2 separate regions of the Triticum aestivum genome follow, and region 2 is linked to region 1. Evidence: chromatin contacts called from public Hi-C data. All regions are on one chromosome and are shown on one strand. The core of a region is the stretch at or near the end of the contact, and the rest is flanking DNA. Distances in the headings are between cores, read along the strand shown. Region 1 holds the start of LOC123112401 (transcription factor bHLH130). Region 2 holds the start of LOC123112402 (glucosamine 6-phosphate N-acetyltransferase 1-like).

Region 1 (7,417 bases), core at 4,079-6,578:
AGGTGAACAAAGTTAGAAAACTGACGTGATGCTCAACCAAAATCCTATGTCTTCGAGCGAAGACAATTGAGAGAAACCTTATACTGAGTTGGATAATTCAGCATTGCTTGTAGCCCAAGTCAAGTTGCTGCGTGTGTTTGAAATCCGGCCGTTGGACATGTGTCAGTTCCTCAATGACCAAGGGTAATTTCGGAAAAACCATGTTGGGTAGCCCCCTGGCTATAAATAGCCACCCCCTTCCACCATAAGTTGGTGGCTGCTCCGAGTTAAGAGTACGGCTTTTGTCGTTTGAGAGCAACCTACCTCCGGAGCCTTTGAGAGAGAATCCTTGCGAGAACAAACCCAAAACACCCAGAGCCCAAAGAGTGTTATGCATCACTGAAGCCTTTCTGTTCCGCGTGAACCGAAGACTTATTACACTTGAAGACGGTGATCTTCCAGTCAGTTAGCCGTTATGTTCTGAGCATCCATGAGTCATTATGGATTGCCGGCGAACGAAGTCTGTGAAAGTTTGGAAGTATACATTGAATACTTACCTGAGTGATTAGGCGAGGACTAAGTGACATTAGCTCAAGGGAAATAAGGTGAAGACGTGGTCTTATGAGTTCGATCTCAGCCTCCCTAACCAGACGTACAGTTGTCACAACAACTGGAACTGGTCTATCAGATCCTTATATTTATCGAGCAACTGTTTCTACCACTCCACTCCTTTACTTACTCTTTAGCTTCGTGAAGTCATTGTTTGCGTTTTTCAGTTCAAAGACATTGTGTGAAGACATTCCCTCTGTTTGCATAATTGTCTTCAGACTATCTTCCAAATCTTATGTGTTCTACTTAGCCTCTACAAGTTCTTGTTCATTACAAGTATTCAAGCATGGCTAATGTAATTTATCTTTCGCTGTATTCTGGTTAGTTCTTTGTTTATCCTGTCTGACTTCAAATACTTTATCTGTTTCAGAGACTTTCATAAAAATCGTCTATTCACCACCCCTCTAGTTAATAACTAGCACTTCCAGCTTCAGGCGACGACTGCGGGGCCAGGGTGTTGGTCCTTATGGGCACGTGCATGAAGGCTTTTCGGCTGTCATCGACAAGGTCAAGCCGTCTCCGGTAGTGGAGCGGTGATTCGGCGGCTCATTGTAGTGGTTCTTCGGTGGTCTTGAAATCTCGATGTTATTTTTAGGATGCCGATAACTGCCACACGTGTGGTATATACGACATGTGTCCACACACCGTGTATGGTGTGAGCAGGAGGTAGCCCACACGGGTTGTGTGTGGACGGACATTAGAATTGCTCACGCGTGTGGACGCGGCTACTTTTTGCCACACGTAAACAAGTACTATCCATCTCTATCCTGCGCGTGTGGCACGAAGCAAAAATGCCCACACGTCCTGGCGCAACTACGATAGGTACACCGCGGGATGACGATTTAGTTGCCATCCTGGTTGGCAGATGTAGTTATCCGGAATGGCAAGTGTAGTTGTAAAAGCATGGCAACTCTGCCTGTTTTGATTAACTATAGTTGTCATGTCTAATTTATGGTAGCTGCCGCGTGTAATCAAACCGTAGTTGCCATGTGTGATTAACTACTTGCCACATATGGTCAAACAGTAGTTGCCATGTATGTTTACCTAGTTGCCACGTGTGGTCCAACCATAGTTGTCGTGTGTGATTAACTATTTGCCACATATGGTCTAATAGTAGTTGCCATGTGTGTTTACCTAGTTGTCATGTATGGTCCAACCATAGTTGCCATGTGTGTTTATCTGGTTGCCGTACGCGCAACTGCAGTTGCCGTCTAGCAAAAAATCACAGTTGCCATGTGTGTTTATCTAGTTGCCACGTTCGTCTAACTGCAGTTGCCATCCATAACGTAGGAATGTCGTGTGGGCGAAAAGTAGTTCGCTCACACGCGCATGCACTAGGTGGTTGACTGTGTGGGCAGAAACTAATTCGCCCACACAGCGCGGCTGGCAAACAGCGTGGTGCGAGCGTGTGGCCAAATTCTCCAACGCCCACACACCAGCCCCGTGCTACGTGGCATACGAAATCAAATTTTTCGTGCCAAAATTCGTGCAAAATGCACTGAAGAACGATCGAGATGTGTGGGCGAGTTGGGTAACGCCCACCCGTGTGGGCGTTAGTGTTTTCGTATTTTTATTATGCTTGAGATGCTTTGTACTTCCGGTTAATTTTTATCTTTTCGAGAAAAAAAAATCCCGCGAAGAAAACAGAGAGCCCTTTTAGGCGATCCAGGGATTGAGCAGCCGCCGGCACGGAGACGCGCGGGTCAACCTCCAATCCAATCCAGCCCGGCCGAGCAACGGATCGGACCACGCGTGCCTTCACTACCTCGTGCGGAAAAACAGCCGTGCCACGCAACGCAACCCGCGGCGGGAGGCGCGCGAGACCGGTACGCCGCCACGCGACGCGACGCGAGCGCCCGCGGTTTTCGGCCGAGGGGCGGAGGCGGATCGACGATCGCGGCAGAGGGCCAGGAGACAGCGACCGCTGACATCATACATACATATGCATGCATCGAACCCAACCCTCGGTTTGTTCTTCACCGGATCCGACCCCGCATGATGCTGTCACGGGAAGCCAATTCAGTCAGTCAATCGGTCCGGTCGGCCTCAGCGGTCACGGCCGCACTCTGCACGCCACAAACTCAACTCCCCGTAGAAACACCTTTGTTTACAGTGAAAAGAGACAACAAAAATATCAGCCGTGTAAGTGAGATTTTATTCCGGGGCACGCACGTATGTACACTTCACAGATGAACGACCTAAGCTAGACTACAGAACTAAGGCAAATGCGGCTGACATGTGGGGCCCGTGGCCTCGGCGGGCTTTTTAATGACCTTCATGTAGTACTACAACTAGCTCGACCTCCTGTTTACGGCTTGATCATGGGATGGTTGATTTGATTGATGACAGCATGCCATTGGTCTTCAGCTCCGCGACGGCCGCTCCCACGATCGTGCAATGAAGGGAAGGGACGCCGGCGAGCTTGGTCCGTCAGCTGGCGAAGCTCCTCGGCGGCCTGCCCGCCGCGCAGGTGCAGCTCGCCCGGCCGTCCTTCATCACCTTCAGCAAAAATCAACAACAGAGACCACACCGTTAGCAACCAACTTGGAGAAAATTCAAAATGGTCGGCGGATAAAAAAAAAGGTGCTTCTAATTGGTCAATTTGTTAGTTAGGACTTGTAGGAGCTACGGCATGCATGCCATGCGCGTGTGGTTTGGATATCGGCCTAATTAAAGTTGCCCCTGCCCCAGTTCACAGGGCAGATCCGGCTGATCCTAACATCTCCGGCGAGCTTCCACGCGCACAAACAGCGACGCAAATGGCCGCATTATCCTCGTCTCCGGAAGCGAAAATGTAGCATTATCTGTAGAACATACATACGTACATACATATACGTACCTTGACCTGCATCTGGAGCTCCTTGATGTAGTCGACAGCCAGATCCAACATGTCGGAGGTGTTGGTTTGCTGCAGCCATGGCAAGCGAGTAAAAATCAGTCACAGGGCGGGCGTGGTCCTCCCATGGCGCGCGGGCCAAATGGGGGAAAGAACTAATCATGCGCGGCCCAACTGTTTTTACTACTAATGGGTTAAATCCCTGGCACCGGCAGGGCCACGGCCGTGCCGGTACGGCCTCGGCGTTTGTGCCGTACGGCTTTGATTGATTGGTTGGTTGGTTACCTTCTCCATGTTGGGGACGAGCTCCTGCAGCTTCCGTATACGCTCGCTGATCTTCGTCCTCCTCACCTGCACGCACACCACGACGTCAAGATCGATCGGCCGGCGAGATACAGGCGTAACGTAACGGCATGGCATGGTGGTGACTGGTGAGCTGTGTGGAGTATACGGACCCGTTCGGCGATGCTGCGGGGGTGGGTGGCGCAGCCGCGCTTGGCGCGGATCTTGCACGGCACCGAGTCCTGGAACTGGAGGAATTTCTCGATGGCCGCAATCTCCGGCGACGGCTTGCTGCCGACCGGCAGGCTGAACTGCGGCTTCAGCTGCCGCGCCGCGCCGTTGGCGGGGCCGTCGCGCGGGCGCCGCTTCGCGGCCGGCCCGGGCAGGCCGTCGGACGTCAGCAGCGAGGGCGACGGGGACGGCGAGGGCTCGTCCCAGCCGGCGCCGGCCGAGGGGGCGACCACCGGGTACCCGGGGATGCCGCCGTAGCCGGCTCCGTTGCTGCCGGCCTCGTCGTCGCCGCTGTCGCCATCGCCCAGTTCCTCGCTCACCATCTCCGAGATCTGCGACATCACCGACCCCTGCCGCGACGAGAAGCTCAGCTGCCCCTTGAGCCGCGTGTCGCCGTTCCTGTATCCTCCCCCGCCAGCGGCGCCGCCCATGCCCGCCCTGAGCATGCTCCCGTAGCCTGCGGGGTTTAGGAGTAGAGCAGCACCAGTATTCCATTAACTGCTCGACGCGACGGTTCCAGAAATGGAAAGCAGCTAGCTACTCAAGCTGTCTACTCCCAGCTAGCTAGCGAGCTCATGATTGCTGCTGCAGTGCCGCTACATGGCGAGCGCGAGAACCAAGAAAGAGAGCTCGTGAGGACTAATGGAGAAGGGGTTAAGGCACCAACCGTTGTCCATGTTCAGATGGTTGAGGAACCCGGCGGGGGAGCTGCTCTGCCGGAGCAGGCTGTCGTTGCCGCCGCCGGTGGCGACGGGGTCCGTGGCGCCGGAGCTTGCCGTGCGGAATAGCCCCTCCATGGCGGCCATCTGCTGCTGCGACTGGTACATGAGCTGCTGCTGCTGCGAGGCCATGGAGGCGGCGGCGTCCTCGGCGAAGTGGCTGGCGGCGGGGCGGGGAGGCTTGTCCCTCATCTCGGGCTGGTGCTGGGTGTGGTGGCCGGAGAGGAGGCGGGCGAAGCCGGTGTCGGCGGCGTGGTCCGGGCTGCCCTGGCGGTGCCCCACGCCAGCGCCCGCGGAGGCCGGGAGGAAGTCCCCGCACACGTCGCCGAACATGGCGCTCGGGGCCGACCGGTACCGCAGCAGGCCGGGGGAGCTCATCTGCGGCGGCGTGCGCACGCCGTTCGCCGCCGGCTGGTGCTGGACTGGCAGGTTGAGGTCCTTGGACAGCGGCGCGCCGTACATCCCCCACCCAACACCTCCCAAAGGTTACACCGGTGGCCGCCGCACGAAACTCGATACCACCAGCACCAATACGCAACGCTAGCAGCCTAGCACGGTCACTGGTGCTTCGGGGAGTTTCTTCCGGCCCGAGTATTTTAATGGCGGAAAGGGAGAGGGGCTTTTGGTTTTGGCCGGGGGCGTACGCGTAGCGGTTTAGGCGTGTGGGAGTGGGAGCTTCGGCGGTATTTATAATGGCGGATGTTTACCGGGGCGACGATGGAAGTGCCGTCGTGGATAGGGTACCGCTTTGATCCGTCCTAGGGTACCCGCACCTATGATGCCGCCGGCCATGGCCACCGTTCCCTGCTCTCTATATTTCTCTTTCATCGATGAGTGTTCGTAGCACAATCCGAAGCCATCGTAAAGGAGGAAGTTGAGCGAAAAAAAACTGTCCAGCAGTTTTCTTAAACGCACAAACTTTTTACGGAATCCTGTAAATTCTCCAAAATTTATCGCATATTTACGGAAAGATGATCATTTTCGTAAAACTTTCACGTCAGCACCCGTCACCTAGCCGCCACAAGAGTCCGGCCACGCCGCCACTACACCCACCGCGCCTCCGCCGACCGCCACACTGCCGACTACCGCCATCCGCTGTCAGCCGCCGCCGCCGCCCCGCCGCAAAAAGGCACTTTCCTAGATGAGTTTTTATGAAAACTGAGAAAACACCCAACTTTTTCTAAAGTAGTGATCTAAACGCTTTTATATTTCTTTACAGAGGGAGTAACACACTGTAAAACCACTTTTACAGGAAGCTTTTGCAGGAGCTGTTTGAGATGCTCTTAAAACTCATCTTACCCATTCTCGTCTGACTCAGTACTACCCATTAAACAACATACGTTTTGCATATCAATTTTTTGCATACCTTTTATGAATTGTAAGATTTTTATAGGTTTTTAGAAAAAAAATTGGTCCTGTTGGTTTTCCCCTATGAAAGTCCTTTGGGTAGTTGGATTGGGGCAATTAAATTCATATGGAATCCATTCTTATGCGCAATATTATTCCCTAGAGGTTTCAGTGTGAGCTCAGAGAAATTCCATGTGTTTCAAAAAACTACATCAGCCGGCCTTGAAAGATTTTGAAAATCCCTATGAGCCACCAACCTCCATAGGTCACCCCAAGATCGTTAAACACACTCTACCTGGGGTGTCACACTTTACAAGATGAGGCATTGAACTGTTGCGTTTATTGATGCAGAGGGAATTTGTAGCATGCAGGTGCTGGGCACGTGACCCTTGTTTTTCTTTTGGCTCTTGATTTGTAATCTTCATATATTTTGAATCAAAAGTTTAAATTAAGTTTCATTTGCATATTAATGTTTCTGATGATGAAGGCTTTTAATGAGATCCGTTTGAAATACTTTTTGATGAGTTTTTAAAACTTTCTTAAGTTTCAACTTCTAAAACTTGGTTCGAGCGCCCGACAAAATTATAAATCTCAACAACCAAGTATTTAAAACTTGTCGTGCCCTCGTGTGGGACCCAACGTCTTTGTAAATCGCGTTGTGCCCTCGCATGGTTGGACAGGTGCGTTCCCCCACACCCGCATGCCCCTGCAAGTTCCATTTGTTGATGTATTGTTAGAGAACAAGAACAAGAGAAAATAAACACAAACCATAGTAACTCAACATGATCATGAGATCTCCATATTCATCGTGTTTTCACTGCTTGGCCGGGCAGAAGCATGCGATGGTAATTTGTCGTATGATAAATTGCCATACCATGAGGCTAGAACAGCGCCTATTTTTTGGTAGTGTCGACCATGATGAACATTTCTGTACGATGTCATCTTCACCGTCAAGATTTCACAAACAATGGCAGATAAACAACCCAATATAAGAGAATCACTGATGAGTTGTTTTGCCGTCAAAATGTGTTGCTTTGTGCTTATTGCCAAACCATTTCTGTCACTCTGTTATGCCAATATGGTCCCTTTGTTTTCGGCCGCATCAGAAAAAAGATCTCCAGGAAATCATGCCTAACATCGAGGTTTTATCTTTTCTTTAACAACAGAAAAGTTTAGTTTTTAGAACCATTAGACTTTTTTTGCTTTAAGTGAAAGGAAATCTAAGTTTTTTTCAGATAAATGTCCACGCATATCTTTGGACAAGAATATTACACATGTAAAAGCCACAAAATACTACCAGAAAACCAGATGTCATGGAGTTCTGTAGAAAGGACCCCCCCCCCCCCCCTACAGAAGTTGAGGTTACATTTTGACTCTTTGGAGGGCCTAGTTGAACCATTGCCCACCATTAATA
Region 2 (7,501 bases), core at 4,374-6,873, 140 kb before region 1:
TGCGTCACCTTATTATTGGGACATGCCCTTGTAATTTTGAAATACGTGAGTATAGGATGTTTTTTAGAGTCTGTATGTGTGGGGAAACAAGAGTTAGGGTTGGTTTCGGACCCCTCCTCCAAGGGCCACGAAATTCCCCCCTCTTCCTCCATATATACAGTTCTTAGGGCGCCGTTTAGACTTTGGGTTTTGTTTAGATTAAAAGTTTGCCATAGCTACAACTTCACGTACTTCGTTTGTGTCCAACAACCAGACCAAGACGTCACAGAACCTCACCTTGATCAATAAAGCTTTCATCTTATATTCGCAATATCCAGATCGCAATCTCAGTTTCTTGCTTGTTCTTCGTTTGCTTGCAGGAAATAGACCCTCGTGGTTAGGTTGATCGTGCTCCGACGTGGTCAATAACCCCTCGGAAGTTGGTTTAGTAATTGTTAAGGTGCGGCGTCTTCGCACGTTCGTAGTCAGATCGTCAAAGTCGACTCTGACAGAAAATGATAGCCATCTCATCGAAACATCGAGACACCCTCGCCTCTATCAGTTAAATAATTTTAACATATTATTTTTGTGCAAACTTAATCTATAGTGCACGGTCCATTTTTCTTTCATACCAGCGGCGATCCGTATGTACACCCATTAAAACTAGACTGGGAGGGGAAAAATCATTAACCATGCATGTACACCTTTGAAAAACCTTGTGGAGAAAACAAAATATTTTTCATCTTATTCCGAGCGAGTGTGTGTGGGCGAGAGAGAGAGAGGCCTCACCACATTCAAACGCGTTGAGGCCACCGTCGGCAACACAAAATGTCATGTCATGTGAAAATAAAGGACATGGACCTACTAGCGTTTTGGGGCATGGTTATTGGGTTAAGAGCATGTGTTATTTTCTCTCATGTTGCAACGTACAGGCTCTTTCGCTAGTATATGACCATAGGCCTTTTTGCAAGTCTAAATGTTGCAGCGGGGGCGTCGAAAAGGAACAACGCCAACTATAGAGGGAATATTTGAAATGTGGGGGTTCTATATGATCTTTACTACTGTACTAAATCAATGACAATTAATATGAATAGGAGGGAGTAGATATTTTTTTCCGCGATCTGTCAAGAAATTTTCTAGCAAAAATCGCATCATTTAAGGTTACGAAGAAAAAACGTGTAAGAATACAAGCATGTGCATTCAAAATTCAAAATTAAAACATGATAATTTGCGAACTGTATAAAAATCAACAAATGACCAAACTTCATTGTAAGTTTTATAACTTGTTGTGAAAGAACTGCCTCATGAAAGGGTGGCTACTGCTTCGCTACCATGACCGAGCCCACTAGCGAACAGGATCGCTTTATCCGTTGATGGGGCTTTCTCCCTTTGGATGAATCGGCGTCGGCTGGTATGATTTTGAGAAGATATGATGGGTGTGTGATCTTTGTGGCCTACCGTTGTCTATTTAATTGTAACGATGCACTAGAGGCATAGTTACACGCGCCAATGCAAGTTATGGCTCTGGCAATCCAACACACTAACTTCCCGGTCATCGTTCAATCTGATTCTTGGGAGGCACTTTCGGCTTTGACTGGAGACAGCCTATCCCGGTCGGCATATGGTCATTTAGTTGCTGAAATCAAGCATCTTATAGTAGAGAAGGAGTTTATTTCACTAAAGATTAAATGTGAGCAAAATAAGGTAGCAGATAGATTGGCTTTTATAGTCGTATGGAGAGTACTAGTGCTGTGTGGCTAGATATAGGTCCGCCCCGTATAGATGAACGTTTGCCTCTCAATTGTAACCTTAATCATTTGGAATAAAACTCTTTTACCCTCTAAAAAAAAGAACCGCCTTATGATTTTTGCACAGTTTGCAAATCGTATCTTTAAGCTTCAACTTTTACATGAGCATTATCGTGTCCATTCTCTACATGCATAGTTTTATTTTTATTTTTCGAAATTCCAATGATGTCACTTGCTAAAATTTGGAGACGAGAGCATGTGAACCCAGGTCCAGACCATGACTTTGCCGGCATCAGCCGGCGGTGTCCTACCGCCACGAGACCGTTGCTCCGCTTCAGCACTACAACTCTGCACAGCCGCCCACCCAATCTACAGTTCTACACTCAAACACATAAAGTATGGCAAACACTCTTTTGCTAGCACGATGATCTGTGTATCCGGAAATAATTCTGTCACATGGACAAAATTCAGAAACAATTATTGGTGCCTGCTACCCTGACAGACAAATTCTTAGCATTACCAGACAACTAACTTCACCATGACAGCTTTGCTATGGGGAACCAGAAACCACATTAGGGAGTACCATTTAATTTTAAAACGAGCTCCGAGATTCCGTCAGATAAACTAATCCAGCAATTAAATACTATAAACGATGGGTTCAAGAATCATGACCAGGGAGATGCCGACTGTTGAGATCCAAATGACATATTTTACAACGGAGAAGATACCAATGGCGAGCCTAGATCATGGATTGGTTGGCTCCATGACAGACATAACTAAAGTATGTAGCAACTTGCATCACATGGATCCATTTTCTTTCACCGGACAACAGCAGGAGCTAGGAAGCATCACCCTGACAGGCTATCCTAACCAACCAACTTCCTTCCTTCCTGATCTGAAATGTAAGAAAATGGATGTAATTAATTAAAGAAGTTGCAAGAGGAAATTGTTACCTGCTATTGCAGCAAAGATGGGGAATGAAGATAACTGGCTGTAACATCAAGCACTATGCAATGGATATCATTACCAAAAAAGTAGAATGCACTTACATAAGAGGTGAGCAAACAAGAAAGGAACGTGTGCAGCTGTTGAATTCATAGAAGTGTCGTCCTAAAAGGGCTTGTGTAACAGGGTGGCTAATGACATTAAAAATTGTATCAGGGAAGGAACCAATATGCAGAGTATCAGGGGATAGGGTCTAGGCATTTCGCTCAATCAATTAGTTCAATGTGTTCATTTGACAGAATAATCAAAGTGCTAGATTCTCACGTTCTTGAAAAAGGGTATCTAATTGGTAAGATTAAATACGCCTTTCCTTTTCTGAGTGGAAGATTAAGTGACGACTAGCACTAGGAACTAATGAAGGGTGACAACTACAAAGATGCAGCCACACACAAAAAAGAATTGATATAAAAATGTATTGAGGGAGAAGAATTATGCATTCAACAAAGATGAACTGAACAGAACCCGTCAAAAAGATGAACTGAACAGAATGGCATATTTGATAGGTTGCTTCTTCTTCTATGACGTAAGATATACACTAAACTTCGTGGCATAATGAGATGAGGTGAATTCAAGCATAAACAGTGTACCTATCTGGTAATAAGTTCTTGCAGTCCAGATTCTACATCCATCTCTTTGTAGCTTTATTCCGTGAATCTTGGTGACTTTGTCTTCTAGTCTTTTTAAAGTCTCCATTAGAGGATAAAAGTTGCTTCTGTCTACCAACCAAACTTGTTTCCACTTTCGGATTTAAACATTTCTCTTTGAGTGGGGCAGTCGAGCGCACTGATGATTTTGCTGGAGGAAGAGATGTTTTTCGCACTGATACTCTAGAGCTTCCTGTGGATTCACAGTCTCCGGGAGTGCCGTCAGTGGGCTGCACATTAAGGCATTCTCTCGTTGTTACAGGAGACTCAGAATCCGATGATGATGGGCTAGTGCTACTCATATCATATAAAATATTGCTTGACATCACTGGGAGTTCAGAGCAGGCTGTATTTAAGTTGACAGAAGATGCTCTTTTAGCCCTTGTTAGTTCAACAACCTATTGTTATCAAACAAAAGACACGAGAAGTCAGCATTTGACCTGAAAAAAAATAATTTACAAATAACAATGTACACACAGTAGAACCTAGAATAACTGCTTACCATCTGCTTCAGAGCTGACATGTCTTTCTTCAGTTTGGATATCACCATGTTTTTCCTTTTGAGAATATCCTGCAGCTCTGCAATTCTCTACACACAAAAAGAGAAAAATATTGTAAGAATATGCCACCCACAAAGTAGCATGCAAGCATTGAGATAAGACATACCTTGGCATCAGCAGTGCTAGATGTATGTGCAGCTGCAGTCAGTTCCTTTATAATTGCATCCTTCTCTTCACATTCCTTCTGAATGTTATACAACTCTTGTTCTGCTGCCAGTGAACTTAGCTGGATATAATTTACAAGCGTCATCACTAAGAATGATGATAAGAGCACATTTGACATTAGCATAAACAATGCATATGCCATGGAAACATGGAGGTGTATATGACCAGCACAAACTATAATCATAAACGAATATAAACACAAAATAGATACTTCCGCCACGGAAAAGTACATTCTTAGTTACCTGATTGTCCCCGCTTAAATGATTATCCACAGAGGATACGACACTCCAAATGTCTGAGAGATCCGACATCCGGCGCTCCTCATGATCCACAAGACTTACACTAGTCCTATCAACTACATCGCTCTTTGCATCATCCATTCCACAGAAATCCTGCACATTTGTCCAGCATAAGAGAATATAAGGGAGACAAAAGCAACTCTGGGAGCATACTCTTTGTAAACATATACCTTTGTCTTGTAAGGAGTAGCAGCAGTCACCAGCTGTGAGCACGCACAGCATCTGGTTCCCTCCTCATCCATTAGCTTCTTGCTGCTTACCAACTCAACCTTTTCACTCTGGGTGGAAATGAAGCTGTCGCACTTGACATATTGCTGTTGCAGGGAGTGCATCTCGGACAACAGATCATCCAGCTTCTGCTGCATGCTTTGCAGCACCTCATCCTGCACAACGAAAACATTATTTTGTTGTTCACTTGTACTGCTGATTCAACACGCTATTTTTTTTTAAAAAAAATTGCTAGAATACAAATGTGCACCGTCTTAGTGGAGGTGGAGATCTCATATAATAACTCGTTTAAACAGCAGAAACTTATACAGGCACTTGATAGCATTGGGTGGCCACTGTGTATCCAAATAAGATCGAAACGGAAGAGATGAGAAGAAGCAAACCCTGAAATGAATCGATCGCTGGAGCTGCTCGATGCGGCGGGCCGCGTGGGAGCGGGAGGAGGCGGCCGCCACGGTGGCGACGAGGAGGACGCGGTGCATCGGGCTGAAGAGCTCCCACGCCGTCGCCTCGTCCGACGGGAGGCCCGGCGCGGCCGCATCAGCGGACGCCGCCTCCTCGGCGCCGACGAGGCGGCCCTGGAGGGAGACCCACGCGTGGCGCCGCGGGCTCGCCGGCTCACGGAAACGGCTCGAGAGGGCGCATCGGCGCCGGGAGGACGACGAGGAGGAGCGAACGGACACGCGGGACGGAGGCGGCTCCGGGGGCGGGGTCGCCTCGCCGGCGGCGGGGGCGGGGGCGGGGGCGGCGACCATGGAGACGTGACGCGTTTCGATTTTGGGATTTTTCCGGCTGTGTTTGGGGCTTTGGGCGGGTGGCTTCGGGAAAGTGGTTTTCGAAATGCCAAGTTGAAGCGACGTGTGTAACGGGCGAATCTTTGTAGATCCGGCCCATGAGTTCAGTCCCTGTAAAGGCCCAATCAAAATGTAACAGGGCCTGGTACTAACACCAATTGGGCCTTATTTGACGTCCCTCCGTCTCCCAGGCCGAAATAGTCAGACGGCACGCCGATGGAACAACCGCAAGCAGCCATGGCGTCGGAGGCCGGCGCCGGCGTCGACGCCGACGCGTACCGCATCCGGCCGCTCGAGCTCGGCGACCTCTCCAAGGGCTTCTGCGACCTCCTCGCGCAGCTCTCCCCCTCCGCGCCCCTCACCGAGGACTCCTTCCGCTCCCGCTTCGCCGAGCTCGCGGCCCTGGGCGGCGACCACCTCGTCCTCGTCGCCGAGGACGCCGGCACGGGCCGCATCGCCGCCGCGGGGGCGGTTCTCGTGGAGCGCAAGTTCATCCGCCGCTGCGGCACCGTGGGGCACGTGGAGGACGTGGTGGTGGACGCCGCGGCGCGCGGCCGGGGGCTCGGGGAGCGCGTCGTGCGCCGCCTCGTGGAGCACGCGAGTGCGAGGGGGTGCTACAAGGTTATACTGAACTGCACTCCGGAGCTGAGGGGGTTCTACGCCAAGTGCGGATTCATGGAGAAGAACGTCCAGATGGGGCTCTACTTCTGATCTAGGTTCAGCCTTCTCGGATGGATCTCTCCCTGGTGATGTTTTCTAGCTGTTGCCTGTATCTATATCTATGAAACGTGACGGAATAATTTGCGCTTTTATGGTTTGCTCTCAATTAGTTCAAAGATTTATGTTATCTGTCAATCCTTGCTGCTTTTGCATGAACTGGTAGTGATCGATATGGGTTGCACTGATAACTACTACCAGGTCAAAATGTTCCGCATTTTTTGTTATTCTGATGAACACAGCTTGTTGAAGTTGTATTGAGATGATTACATCCAAATATCCAGTCTCAGGCTTGCAGATAATTTTCCCTTGAAAATACTAAAAGTAATCTTGGAACCTCGGGGAAAAAAGTTATGTTGTAACATCATTTTGATTACACGTTTGCATTGGTAAAACAAAGAATACTACGAAATAAGAAAGCAAATCATTTCTAACTGTGTTTGGACACTGGTGAGATTGTAAAAAGGGGAAGGGCTGAATATTTGGGGAGAAGGCGGACTATTTTAGCATCTGTTGAATGTGTGACTTAACAGGACATCGATTTTAGTGAATGAAGATTATTTTTACCAGAAACTCATGGATGGATGTGTTTTATTTTTCGAACTGTTATCTGTCAATCCTTGCAACTGGTATTGTTGGCTACGCATGCTGGAGCCGTATTTTGATATTTCACTTGAAGGTACTAAAAGTAATCTTGGAACAGCAGGAAAAAAAAGTTATGTAACAACATTTTTATTACACATTTGCACTGGGAAGATTAAGAATACACAATAAGAAAGCAAATTATTTTAGCTGTGTTTGGACACTGTTGAGATTGTAAAAAGTGAAATGGCTGAATATTTGAGGAGAAGACAGACTATTTTAGCATCTGTTGAATGTGTGACTTAACAGGACATCGATTTTGGTGAATGAAGATTATTTTAACAGAAACTCATGGACGGTGGAATTAATGTTCACTGCGGCAAAAAAAAGGTACATGTGGAACTGTAATTGTCCGTTTTATTTTTGGTATTGTTTAGAAGATGTGGTGATCTGTTCAAGGTATTTGCATATGCACGGTTCTAAAATGAAGATGGGTTACTGATAAATGAGTTTTTAAGGTGCCTGTGAAATTTGCTATAGAATAGTATGTCTACAAAACGTGCTGTAGAATAGTATGTTTTTCTGCATGTACTTCTGTTTACTTATCATGTTTACTATGTTAGGGATACTTCATTCTTTGTCACACTGCACTATTTTTCTTTTGATGAAATTTTCCTATAGCATTGTTTTGTGATTATGTAAATGAATATGCTAGTCATCTAAATTTTTGCAATTCAACTTCTAGTGACAAAATTGTACAGTTTGAATCTCAAGATGGCC

Evidence for each region. Hi-C and Micro-C count contacts between places; a contact is called where the count stands out from the background.
Region 2: a Hi-C map of leaf shows a contact between it and region 1, with 4 times the contacts expected there. The contact joins the promoter of LOC123112402 here to the promoter of LOC123112401 in region 1. A contact is called at or near these places in 5 of 5 Hi-C or Micro-C datasets (leaf, root and an unstated tissue) and 1 of 1 datasets of contacts at active chromatin or transcription factors (leaf).

What each region holds. Positions count from the first base shown.
Region 1 is chr5B:451,477,077-451,484,493 of IWGSC CS RefSeq v2.1, reverse strand. LOC123112401 (transcription factor bHLH130) reads right to left here and starts at 5,328. Exons shown (of 5, transcript XM_044533379.1): 1 at 4,605-5,328; 2 at 3,880-4,394; 3 at 3,710-3,775; 4 at 3,428-3,496; 5 at 2,681-3,087. The coding sequence starts at 5,118. The coding sequence ends at 3,019.
Region 2 is chr5B:451,612,713-451,620,213 of IWGSC CS RefSeq v2.1, reverse strand. LOC123112402 (glucosamine 6-phosphate N-acetyltransferase 1-like) reads left to right here and starts at 5,623. Exons shown (of 1, transcript XM_044533380.1): 1 at 5,623-6,390. The coding sequence starts at 5,639. The coding sequence ends at 6,133. It overlaps LOC123116405, which reads right to left and starts at 5,445. Exons shown (of 7, transcript XM_044537369.1): 1 at 5,012-5,445; 2 at 4,571-4,783; 3 at 4,344-4,493; 4 at 4,043-4,162; 5 at 3,879-3,965; 6 at 3,320-3,774; 7 at 2,274-2,622. The coding sequence starts at 5,383. The coding sequence ends at 3,352.